2 separate regions of the Mus musculus genome follow, and region 1 is linked to region 2. A link is a contact called in public HiChIP or PLAC-seq data. All regions are on one chromosome and are shown on one strand. Each heading gives the region's core, a stretch centred on a gene start, on an enhancer-like site or on the middle of the called end of the contact. The rest is flanking DNA. Distances are from core to core; before and after follow the strand shown.

Region 1 (5,069 bases), core at 471-2,970, 460 kb before region 2:
GTAAGCCATCTAACATAGGTGCTGAAAGTCCTCTTGAAGAGCAGCAAGCAGTCTTGGCCACTGAGCCATTTTGCAGTCCCTTTCCCATAATTTCTAGACTCACGCATGTTGCATGATGCAAAGAACCTTGTGAGTAATTGAAAAATTGAGGAATAATAGACTGTCCTTATGAAAGGGAGATATGGGGCCAGGCAAATTCACTTTGCCATTGCAATGTAGATCATCCATGATTCTCTGACACAATCTGTGATTGGGTGTTAAGTCAGCTGTATCTGTGTGTGTTGCATAGGTGCCCTGTGTAGCTCATGCTTCTAAGGCATGCTTGGAGTAAGAGAAGGAAATGACTCAGTTTCTAAGATTCAGAAGTTCTTAGTGACAGTGAAGAGACAGTCAAGTCAGCTAGCACGACAGCATTTTGTGGAATAAACAAATGTGTAAGTAGGATGTTAATGTACAGAAACTGGCGGGGGCTTTGCAGACAGATGGGTCTGATCTCAAGCCTGGCTCTGTTCTTGTGACTTGTGACTTTGTGCCTTACTTAATCATGGAGTAAAAGTTCTGTTTGGAGCCTGGTATGATAGATATTGACCAAGATCTTACTTGTAAAGGGGTGGCCCAGTCTGTGGCATAGAGTGGTATGACTGGAAGCCATTATCATCAAGGTTAATATTATCACGCACACTCACAACTCTCCAGAGTCCCCTGGTTGTGTGGGCATGTGCACATTTCTTTCTGCCTCTTGTATTCATGCCATTGGGAATTTCACTTGCCATTCTGTGTTTGGATGTGATCAGAGATAACCATTAGACTACCCATCCACTGTATACGTGGCCACTGGAGTACAGTGGAGCGTAATCAGGCCTAAAGTCAAGGTATTTTCTCTCACAGGACTTATGTTCTAGAGAGATAAATACAACACACACACAATGATATCAGGCAACGCTACAGAGATACATCATGAAAAGAAGGGGCCAAGTATTGGTGTGATATAGATTAATTTATTCCTGGACTTAACCCCATGTGTCCAGAGCAGTGATAAAGCAGTTTGCTCAAGTCAAAGTTGTCTTTGGTTGCTTTTTTTCTTCATATTTTAGTGTGAACCAAAAAGCATGTCTAGGAAGACACTGTAATAACCTGCATCAAATGTGTCTGGTTGTCCTAAGAAGCATATGAACCAATGTAGCTAAAACATGGAGTAGTAACAAGAAAGACTGAAGCAGAGATCATAGAGTCCAGCATGTTGTTAGAATATCGATGCATGCTAATTTGGCCGGCAGATTGATCACATGCATGGTCTCTGTTGCTAGGACCCCATGGCTGCCCCAGACTCACAGGTTGAGGGTGGATCAGCCCAGACAACCAGCGTGCAGGAAGCAGGGAAGCTAAAGCAGACATTCCCATGCCAGCAGGTATCCAGCAGTGCACAGCTGCTTATGCTGTGACTGATCCCCTTCGGTTAGAACAGGAATATGTCTAATTAGGCTGATTTATTGAATACTCAGCCTCCATCTGATAGGCTTTATTTTACCATTATTTATGACTTGCTGAGTCCTGGCAGTGAGCTCTGCAGGAAAGGAGGTACAGCCAGGGGCTGAGAAGGGTCGAAGGTAAGGCAGGGAAAACCTCAAAGCTCCCTCAGTTGGCACAAGGGTGGATGGACCCTGAGGGAGGTGGTGACATCTCTAAGGTGTGTTTAGCTGGTTGACATTCCCAGCATTCTTTCCATATCTCAGTCCTACTCCCTTCCCAGTCTCCTGTTTTCCTTCCTGAGAATTGTCTGCCCCAGCTCACAGGCTTTCATTTGGTCATATCAAGCCCGCCCATTCATCTCTGTGTGTTGGTTTATAGACCTTGGCATATCGTCACATTTTTTTAATTAGGTATTTTCTTCATTTACATTTCAAATGCTATCCCCAAAGTCCCCCAGACCCTCCCCCCCACTCACCTACCCCCCACTCCCATTTCTTGGCCCTGGTGTTTCCCCCTCCGCCCCCGTACTGAGGCATATAATGTTTGCAAGACCAAGGGACTTCTCTTCCCAATGATGGCCGACTAGGCCATCTTCTGATACATATGCAGCTAGAGACACGAGCTCCAGGGGTACTGGTTAGTTCATATTGTTGTTCCACCTATAGGGTTGCAGACCCCTTTAGCTCCTTGGGTTGGAGAAAAGAGAGGTGTGAACAGGGGGGCCTGAGGGAGAAAGAGGAAAGACTGTTTACTCTCATGAAGAAGACTAGAAACTTCTTATAGTTCTCTTTCTTTGGCTGGGGGTGGGGGTGTAGATGAAAGACAAGGGTATCATACCCAGCTGCACCAAGGTCCAAGGTGTGGGTCTGAGCAGAAGCATTAGGCAGCCCCAGTTGTGCCCTCTTCAAGGACAGATGCTCATGATGCCTGAGGAGGCCCATGGCATTCACATTCCTTTCCAGAGATCTGAAAAGGGTGAAGCAGGGAAGCTAAACCAATAGTCCGGAGCCATCTTTGGCACATGGAATGTCACAGACTCAGCAAAGAGTTACTAGCTATTCTTGCTTCCCTGAGGCTCCAGTTTTGTAGGGAGGACCTGAAGGTTTCCTGGACAGGAAGACTTCCCCCTTTTCTTGCTGGGTGGTTTTAAGGTGTGGAAGCAGCCAAATTGCTGGGAAAGTTGTGGGTGGGCTGAGGGCCAAGGATAATGAAGGTATCATTGGGTCAGCATTTTGCCTGAGCATCTACCCTGGTTTCTGGTTGACACTCAGCCTTCAGATCCCATTGTCCTGAAGTCTGGATGGCTGGCTTGTAATATTAGCATCATTTATGCTTACAGGAGGAGCAGAAGGCCAAGGCATCCCATCCCCCACAGCTCTACAGGGAAGGCCAGGACACGGAGGGCAGACAGACAGAGAAGACTGGGCTAATCTTGGAGTTGGGTCTTCCAGCTCAGAGCTCACATCTTAGCAGGAGGCTGCAGGAAACAGCTGGATCCTATGATGAAAAAAAGAAGGAATGGGAAATTCAATGTTGGATGCCGAGGGAAAAGGGAAACTGACCTCCCACAGTGTAATGGTCCAGCTCCAGACTGACTGGACATTATTCAATAGCCTGACCCAGATGCTGTAGTTTTCCATGGGTGGGGAAGGGTACAGAGGGAGCTGTTGGCTCTTAGGATCTTGACCTAGTAGCTGAGAGCCTGAAAGAGCATGGGAATTTGCTTAGCTTGCTAGGCAGGGTCTGCTGTTTCTGGTCAACCTATAGAGCTGAGTGCTTGCACGGCTGTCAGGAAATCAGGGTTCATCCATTCATAGAAAGACCTTTTGATTATTTTGTTTTGTTTTTCCATTTGATTGTTTTGTAAGTTGGAAATACAGGGTGTCTTAGCTACTTTTCCTGTTGCTATTAAAAAAATATTTGACAAATGCAACTTAAGGAAGGAGAGTCTTATTCTGGCTTAGAGTTCAAGGGGATTTTTCAAGTATGGCAGAGAAGACACAGAAGCAGATATTGGATCCAACTATCACTTTGTACCAGCAGTCTGGAAGGAGAAAGGAGACAGGAAATGGGGTAAGCTATCTATTGTCAAACCCAACCTGTCATGATCCAATTTATCTAGCAATGATCTACCTCCTAAAAGCTGGGGACCAAGTATTCAAACGTGCAAGCCTAAGAAGGATTTCTCACATTCAAAGCACAGCACAGGGCAAGGTCATGGTCAACTGTTGTTAAAGCATCTTCAAGAATGGGCCATCTGGAGGAGCTAGTGCTGAGGTCTGAGAGCAGCAGATTCATATTCATATTCATATTCTCGGTGTCTGCTTTGAATATCAGCCCATTCTGTTTCTCTCTGCTCCATATTGACAGGTTTACCAAAGGATAGGAGAGGACCAGAAAAGGAGAGGAAGGTCCAAAATGTGTTTTATATTTTAATGTAGCATAAACTTTTGACACCTCTTTAAAATACAACCATCAATCAAACCCAAGAGGAATATCTGGTTAACATCATTGCCTCTTCAGCTTGCTGTCTCTAATATAACCATCTCCCATGAAGCAGAAGGCAATAAAAAGACTGTGAATGTGATCCATCTCTGGGCTATGTCTTCAAGTAATTTTTTTTTTTTACTATGGCCTATACATTCATATAAAGCTGAAAGGTGAAACATATCTTTGACAGTTATGCTTACCCTTATTGCCTACAACGAATTATGATGCATTCTACTTTGTCATATTTTATATTCTTTTTCAAAGTCCTAATTGACTGGATACGTTGGCTTAGAAACCCCAGTGGTCTCAATAGCTTCCCACAGGGTGGCTTTACTTTCAGTGTAGCTGACACCAGTTACAGCCAGGGTCTTTACTGTTGCCCATTCAACACTGACCAAGATTATGGGAGCAAGAATTAAAACTCAGATTATTACTAAAAGAATTACTGTGTAGAAGTAACTTTCATTCACCTGATATTGTCATCTCAGAGGCTTACTGCCACTGTCTGGTAACCTAGGCCTCATCCTGGAAGTTTCCAGCCTCCATACAATTGTATCTTTGTCTAGAATGTTTTCAACTTCTGCTTACTTACTGCTGAATATGCTCAGCCTTTCTAACTCTTTCTGGATGCTGGCTAGATGGTCAACTCAGCTATTATAGCTCAAACTGCTTTCCAAGCTGACTGATTTAGTCTGGCTTGTCCCATGGCCGCCTCTGATTTTTTGCTCTGCTTACCCTTAAAGTAACTCTGGCAATCTGTTCTAATCTAGCTCCTTCTCAATTTCTAGCTCATTGTGTCTAGCTTGTTCTATTTCTGCAACCTGTCTCTGTACAACTGTTCCAGTAAAACTGCCTCCTTCTCCTCTTCTTCCCTCTGGACTGCTTCTCAAGTAGCTTCCGTTTCCTCTCTCTTCTTGTGAGAGTTGGGCATATCCTATTCTGTCAAATCTTTCTCTGATTCGTCACTTTGTCCGCCACTCAATTAGACACCATTTTCAAACATGGCTGCTTTCTTCAACAAACTAACTTCACCTCCATTGTTTGGGATTAAAGGTGTGTACTAAGGCTAAGCCACATCACAACTAGAAACAGTTTTTTTTTTTTCGGTA
Region 2 (5,250 bases), core at 285-2,784:
CTTTGTTTCTGATGTCCTCAATTCATTTCCGTATTTGCTATCAAGAGCCCTAACCTTTTCAGAAACAGATGTAGACTTCCTGAGAAAGAGATGAATTCAACATCTAGAGCCTATGTTGGATATAAGGTAGCAAGAAAAGACAGGGTACTGGAAGGAAGCTTAAAGAAGAAGACATTCCCTAAGGTGGGAGGAGAGATAAAGATATCTTTTTAAAAACATAATCCACACAAAGACCTTGTTAGATCCTTTAGTATCCACAGAAAGCCCGGTTCTTATTTGACCTACAGAGAATTGAATCATTCTGTCTGACAGAAGTGAATCTGGAGACTTTGGTTTAAGCAACTAGGAAGCATTGATTAGAACTGGACTCTTTCCCCTGTGGAACTGGGGAGGGAGATGATAAGAATGGAAAGGCCTGGGGCCCTCCAAGGGAAAGTCTCCAAAATTAAAACCCAGAGGCAGCTCAACAAAGAGGAGGACAGACAGGTGTTACATCTTTGAAGCTCCTGGATGAAGCCATGATACAGGGGGTCCTGTTCAGGTTTGTTTTCTCTGCCAATTAAAGGGTGAAAAGGCAGGACAAAAAACTCACGTGGACCAGGTCTCTGTGGAGAATCTTGACCACCATAAACAGGAGCAGGCAGAATCAGCAGGTGGAGAAAGGGGTTTATTAAAAGTTCCTCTGCAGAGCAGTGGGGGACTCGGGAACTTTTAATGCCTCTGAAGAGTTGTTCTCCTGTAAGCTAGGGTTGGTCAGTTTGAAGAGAGACAGATGATTGGCCCACTACTGTTGTGTAGCATGTCCTGAGCCTGCCTTCTGTTTGTTGAACTAGCCCATCAGCCCAGGCCCTGCTGCTGAGGGACAAAAGCCTACAGTCTTTGCTCTATGCCACCAGGCTTCTGTCTCAAGTCAGGAGGGTGAGGAAGAAGCCGCCACCTTGGCTGTTCGGCACCTTTATTGCTTAGCCAAGGCCCCTCTCCATAGCTGTCTGCCCACCAGGGTGTCTGTCTAACTAACTCCTAGTCTCTCCACCACTCCTGATCTCACACTGCTTTTGCCACGTGACCCAACCAAGTTTTGTTTGACTTAAACTTTGAATTGAAGCGTTACCTGATAATCTTCTACATACATCTGAGTTTTTTCTTTGGCTTGGTTTGGCTTATGCTAAGGCCCTGAGCATGCCATCTATACTGCTCTGGGCTTGGTATTTTACGACTGCAGGAGTCTCAAGTCCACAAAGACCCCTAGGGTGACCCATGAAGATTTGGTGCCTGAAACCCCCAAGGGCCTAAAGGGCTAAGGTAAAGTTAATTGCGTCTGATCCCAAACACCTTCAATGAGAAGTCACCCTCGTGCCATTGTAACATCAAATTATCTCCCGTTAATTGGCCCCTATTTCTCTTCAGTCCCTTCTTGCTGTTAAATATTTGTACTGGCATTTTAGTCAGGAAGAAGTTAGGGAGCCTAATTGCCCAGCCTGCACTTAACTGACAGCCCTGTTACCAGATAGCTCCAGAAAGAAAACAATGGGGGGCTTAACATTGCTGGAGGAATGTCAGGTATGTGCTCATAAAATCTAATCAGTTGAGAGCAGGGAGAGCCTGAGATGAGCCTGCTAATCTTTTCTGGGGGCTCAAAACATGAAGTGCTTCCAGCATTAAACTCTTTTCACACAGTTTGGGCATTCTCTTTTAAACTGGTAAAAAAAAATGTGACTTTCTTACAAATATAAACAGGACATATGCCTCAGATTTTAGTGCATCCACCAATTGACAAGGGAGCCAGAGGTGTTAAACTGGTTCACAGGAGAACTCAAAGAGGAGACCTATATGCAGGGCATCAGCAAGGCTAATGGATGCCCATCTGAAAACGGGCTCAGTGACCAGAGTCCTCCACCCTAAGTTCACTGGCATTGGCTGTGAGCAAGAACTGTATTTTGTTACGTGGTTTTTCTGTTTACAGAGTTCCAAAATAACATAAGGACCATTGAAGGCACAGATTACTGTACAATCCAAAAACCCCAATCACAGTACTGAGGCACACCCAGAGTTCCATAGGGCTTTCAGGAATACCATTGCTTTTAGGATATATTTTTTTTAATTATTATGGTTGACAGATTCTAGTATCAGTCTACATTAACCATGCATATAGCATACCTTTTAATTGAGCATTTCTGTTCTTTCTCAAAATTCTACCAAGACTTGGTTTCTTCATTTGGAAAAGAGGAAATTGTAATAATCATCTTTCTAAGGTGTGAGGATGAAATGCAGCAATGTCTGGGAAATGCCCTAGAACTTCAGTAACTACTCACTACCTAGGGCAGCGGTCTGGGGCAGGTGGGGAGGGAGATGAGGTTGGCAGTGGGGGGAGTCAATGTCACCTGGAACAACTCATCTGATTCTGATTCAAAAATGTTCTACATTCCCTTAACATTTTTGAGAAGTTCTAGAATAGCAGATCGTCTGTAGCTATGTGCTAGAGGTTAGATCTAGAATGTTCCCCAAAGGCTGGTGTTATAGGGTCAGTCCTCAGGTTGACATTGTTGGAAAACAGTGGAAACTATTAAGAAGTTAGGGTGAGTGAGAGGTTTTTGAGGCTGGTAGACAGCCTCAAAAGTATTTGTGGGACCTCGGTCTCTTTCTTTTACTTTCTAGTGCTTTCAGTCCTAGCCATGAGACAGGGAGTTTGCCATATTTCCTGCTGTAATAAGTTGCCTCACCATGGCCCAAAAGGCAGTTTGGCCAGTCTCCCACACACACACACACCCACACCCCACCCCTGCTTCTCTCTATCTCTATCTCTCTCTTTCTCTGAAAATGAATTTATTTGAACTTTATCAGTTCAATATTTTAGCTACAAAAGACAGCCTTTAGTACCATCACTTTAAATTCTAAACATTGCCCACTAAGTGATAAACCAGCCTGCCTCCATCTTAGGGTTGAAAGTCATCTTATAGTAAAGACAAATTAGGTTCATTCCTGTTCATGATTAATTGTTTCTCATGGGCTGGGCTGAGCCCTACCTGTAATCTTAACTAAAAAATGTTTCTGTACTGCCTGTTTCAGGAAATGGCAATGGTGCCTTTGTTTCAAAAGGTTATATGACCACCTGTTGTTTTGACCACCTGTTGTTATGGCCACCTTGTTACAACCACCTTGTTATGACCTCCTGTTGTTACAACCATCTCGTTATGACCACCTTGCTATGATCACCTGTTGTTACAACCATCTTGTTATGACCACCTGTTGTTTTGATCACCTGTTGTTGTGACCACCTGTTGTTACAACCACCTTGTTATGACCACCTTGTTAAGACTACCTTGTTTTGACCACCTGTTTTTATGGCCACTTTGTTATGACGACCTGTTGTTACAACTGAAGAGTAGAAAAATACTGACTGCCCTAAGAACATGGGCCCCAGCCCCCTGCCAGATGGCCTATTTACCCGAAACTTATGAGAAAAACAACCGCAGAATGTTTCAATGTCCCAGGTGCCTTGAAACAAACATCCGCCCCCAGACTTCCCCATATTTCCTCCCCGATCCTCCCGCTGGTTTGTGGTTTTTGCCTTTATAAGCCTGCTGAAAAATAGGGTTGGGGTCGAACTCCTCTACCCCTGCATGGTGTATGAGTCTCGGCCCCAGCATGCTGGTTTGAGCTCTTGTCCCGTCTTCTTGCTGTTAATAAACTTCCTCGTGTGATTACAGCAAGTTCGGTCTCAGTGTCTCGCTGGGTGCGCGCTATTCCCAAGACTTGAGTGAGGGTCTCTCTTCGGGGGGTCCTTCACAACCACCTTGTAATGACCACCTGTTGTTACAACCACCTTGTTATGATCACCTTGTAGCCATGCCTTTGTTTGTTTCAGGGGCTTGTTGTGGACACCTTGTTGTGTTTTTGTTCTGCTTCTGTAACCCTACCTATTTGCCTGACAAATCCCCCATTTAGAAACCCCCTACTCTACTTCTAAGCTATAAAAATCCTTATTTTCTCCATGTTCAAAGATGATATCTTAAACCCTACCTTAGGGTGCAACAGCCTGTAAAAAAGACATGAATAAAGCTTGCTTTAGTTAATTTGGCCATGTTTGAGTCAGTAGTCTTTCTCCTCCCATCTGTGGATTTAACATAAGGACTGAGAACAAGCATCAACACCTAGGAACCTGTGGTAAACTTTTAGTGTTTTTAAGTGGATCATCTCAGTATTTATTACAGTAACTGAAAGCTACCCACACAATACTGGAAATTTTTATCTCTAGATGTAAATAAATTCTGACTGCCTGCTCTCTTCCCTCAAAAAAATAAAATAGCCATTGCTGCAGTCATAAGCAAATACACTTCATTATTTCTGATCTATATGTATCCCTGTAGTATGACTTCTGTTATAAGTGACAAAATGAAGCAAAATCCAAATGTCATGGTTAAACAAAAGATATCGGCAAAGCTCAGGTTGACTCTTAGAGGAATAAGGAATACTATAATAAGATATAGAAGTATACTATATACAGTACAGTAAGAAGCTATAGGGTAAACATAAAGTAGGTGAAGATGAGGTTAAAGCAAGGTCTTGATTAGAATTGGGGAAGGCCCATAGTGTAACAGCCAAGAAGCGATAGAAGCATTAAGGTGAGAAAATTTTAACAGGGCAAGACAATGCAGCAGCTTCTCCAGCTTTTACTCTTGCTGAGGCCATTTCAAATTTTCAGAATTTCAGTATCAATCAGAATTTAATCTCCTTGTTGAAGTATTTCACAGAAAATTACCCAACTCTAGTCTAAGAACTAGAAATCAAGATGACCCAGTTGACTTCGCTTCTGTTAAACTGCCTGCTTATGCAAACCTCCCCCTCCATCTAATTGCTTAGCTTAGCTTCTGTTAAACTGCTTGCTTGAGTAAACTCCCCCTACAGTTGTGGAGTGAGATACCAGGATGTATTTTTGCCTTTAAAAGTCACTTGTTCTAAATTCTCAGAGTTATACTTGTGTCCCAAATATCTGAGCACAGTCCCAGATAGCTGGAAAAAAAAAAAGACCTTTATTAACTGTGTCAAGTGGTCATCTCTGGTGGGCTTCCTGTAACAAATTCAAAACACGGGATTCACAGAAACCTTGTGGTACTAGATAACAGTCTCCATGGAGAGTTGTCAATATGCCTGTGCTAGTGAAGAGAGAAGACTAGGACCAAGTCATGTGACTGTAGATAGTGTAGTGTGGCTTAGGGTTCTTGGGATCTAGGCCTATATGGTTTGTATATA

What was found. HiChIP or PLAC-seq counts read pairs in DNA pulled down with a chosen protein or histone mark.
Region 1: a contact with region 2 is called in an H3K27ac HiChIP or PLAC-seq map of extraembryonic endoderm stem cells, with 4 times the contacts expected there. The contact joins two enhancer-like sites. A contact is called at or near these places in 1 of 15 datasets of contacts at CTCF or cohesin (the NIH/3T3 cell line) and 2 of 115 datasets of contacts at active chromatin or transcription factors (embryonic stem cells and extraembryonic endoderm stem cells).

What each region holds. Positions count from the first base shown.
Region 1 is chr10:84,299,647-84,304,715 of GRCm38.p6, reverse strand. No RefSeq gene overlaps it. Among named protein-coding and RNA genes, the nearest start is that of Gm46201, 34 kb to the left of the region's middle. Within about 2 kb of position 1,720, at least 20 of the 459 cell types and tissues checked have an H3K27ac peak or open chromatin away from gene starts, as enhancers often do. A contact at or near this core is called in extraembryonic endoderm stem cells, where this site is marked.
Region 2 is chr10:83,842,880-83,848,129 of GRCm38.p6, reverse strand. No RefSeq gene overlaps it. Among named protein-coding and RNA genes, the nearest start is that of Gm33919, 81 kb to the left of the region's middle. Within about 2 kb of position 1,534, at least 14 of the 459 cell types and tissues checked have an H3K27ac peak or open chromatin away from gene starts, as enhancers often do. A contact at or near this core is called in extraembryonic endoderm stem cells, where this site is marked.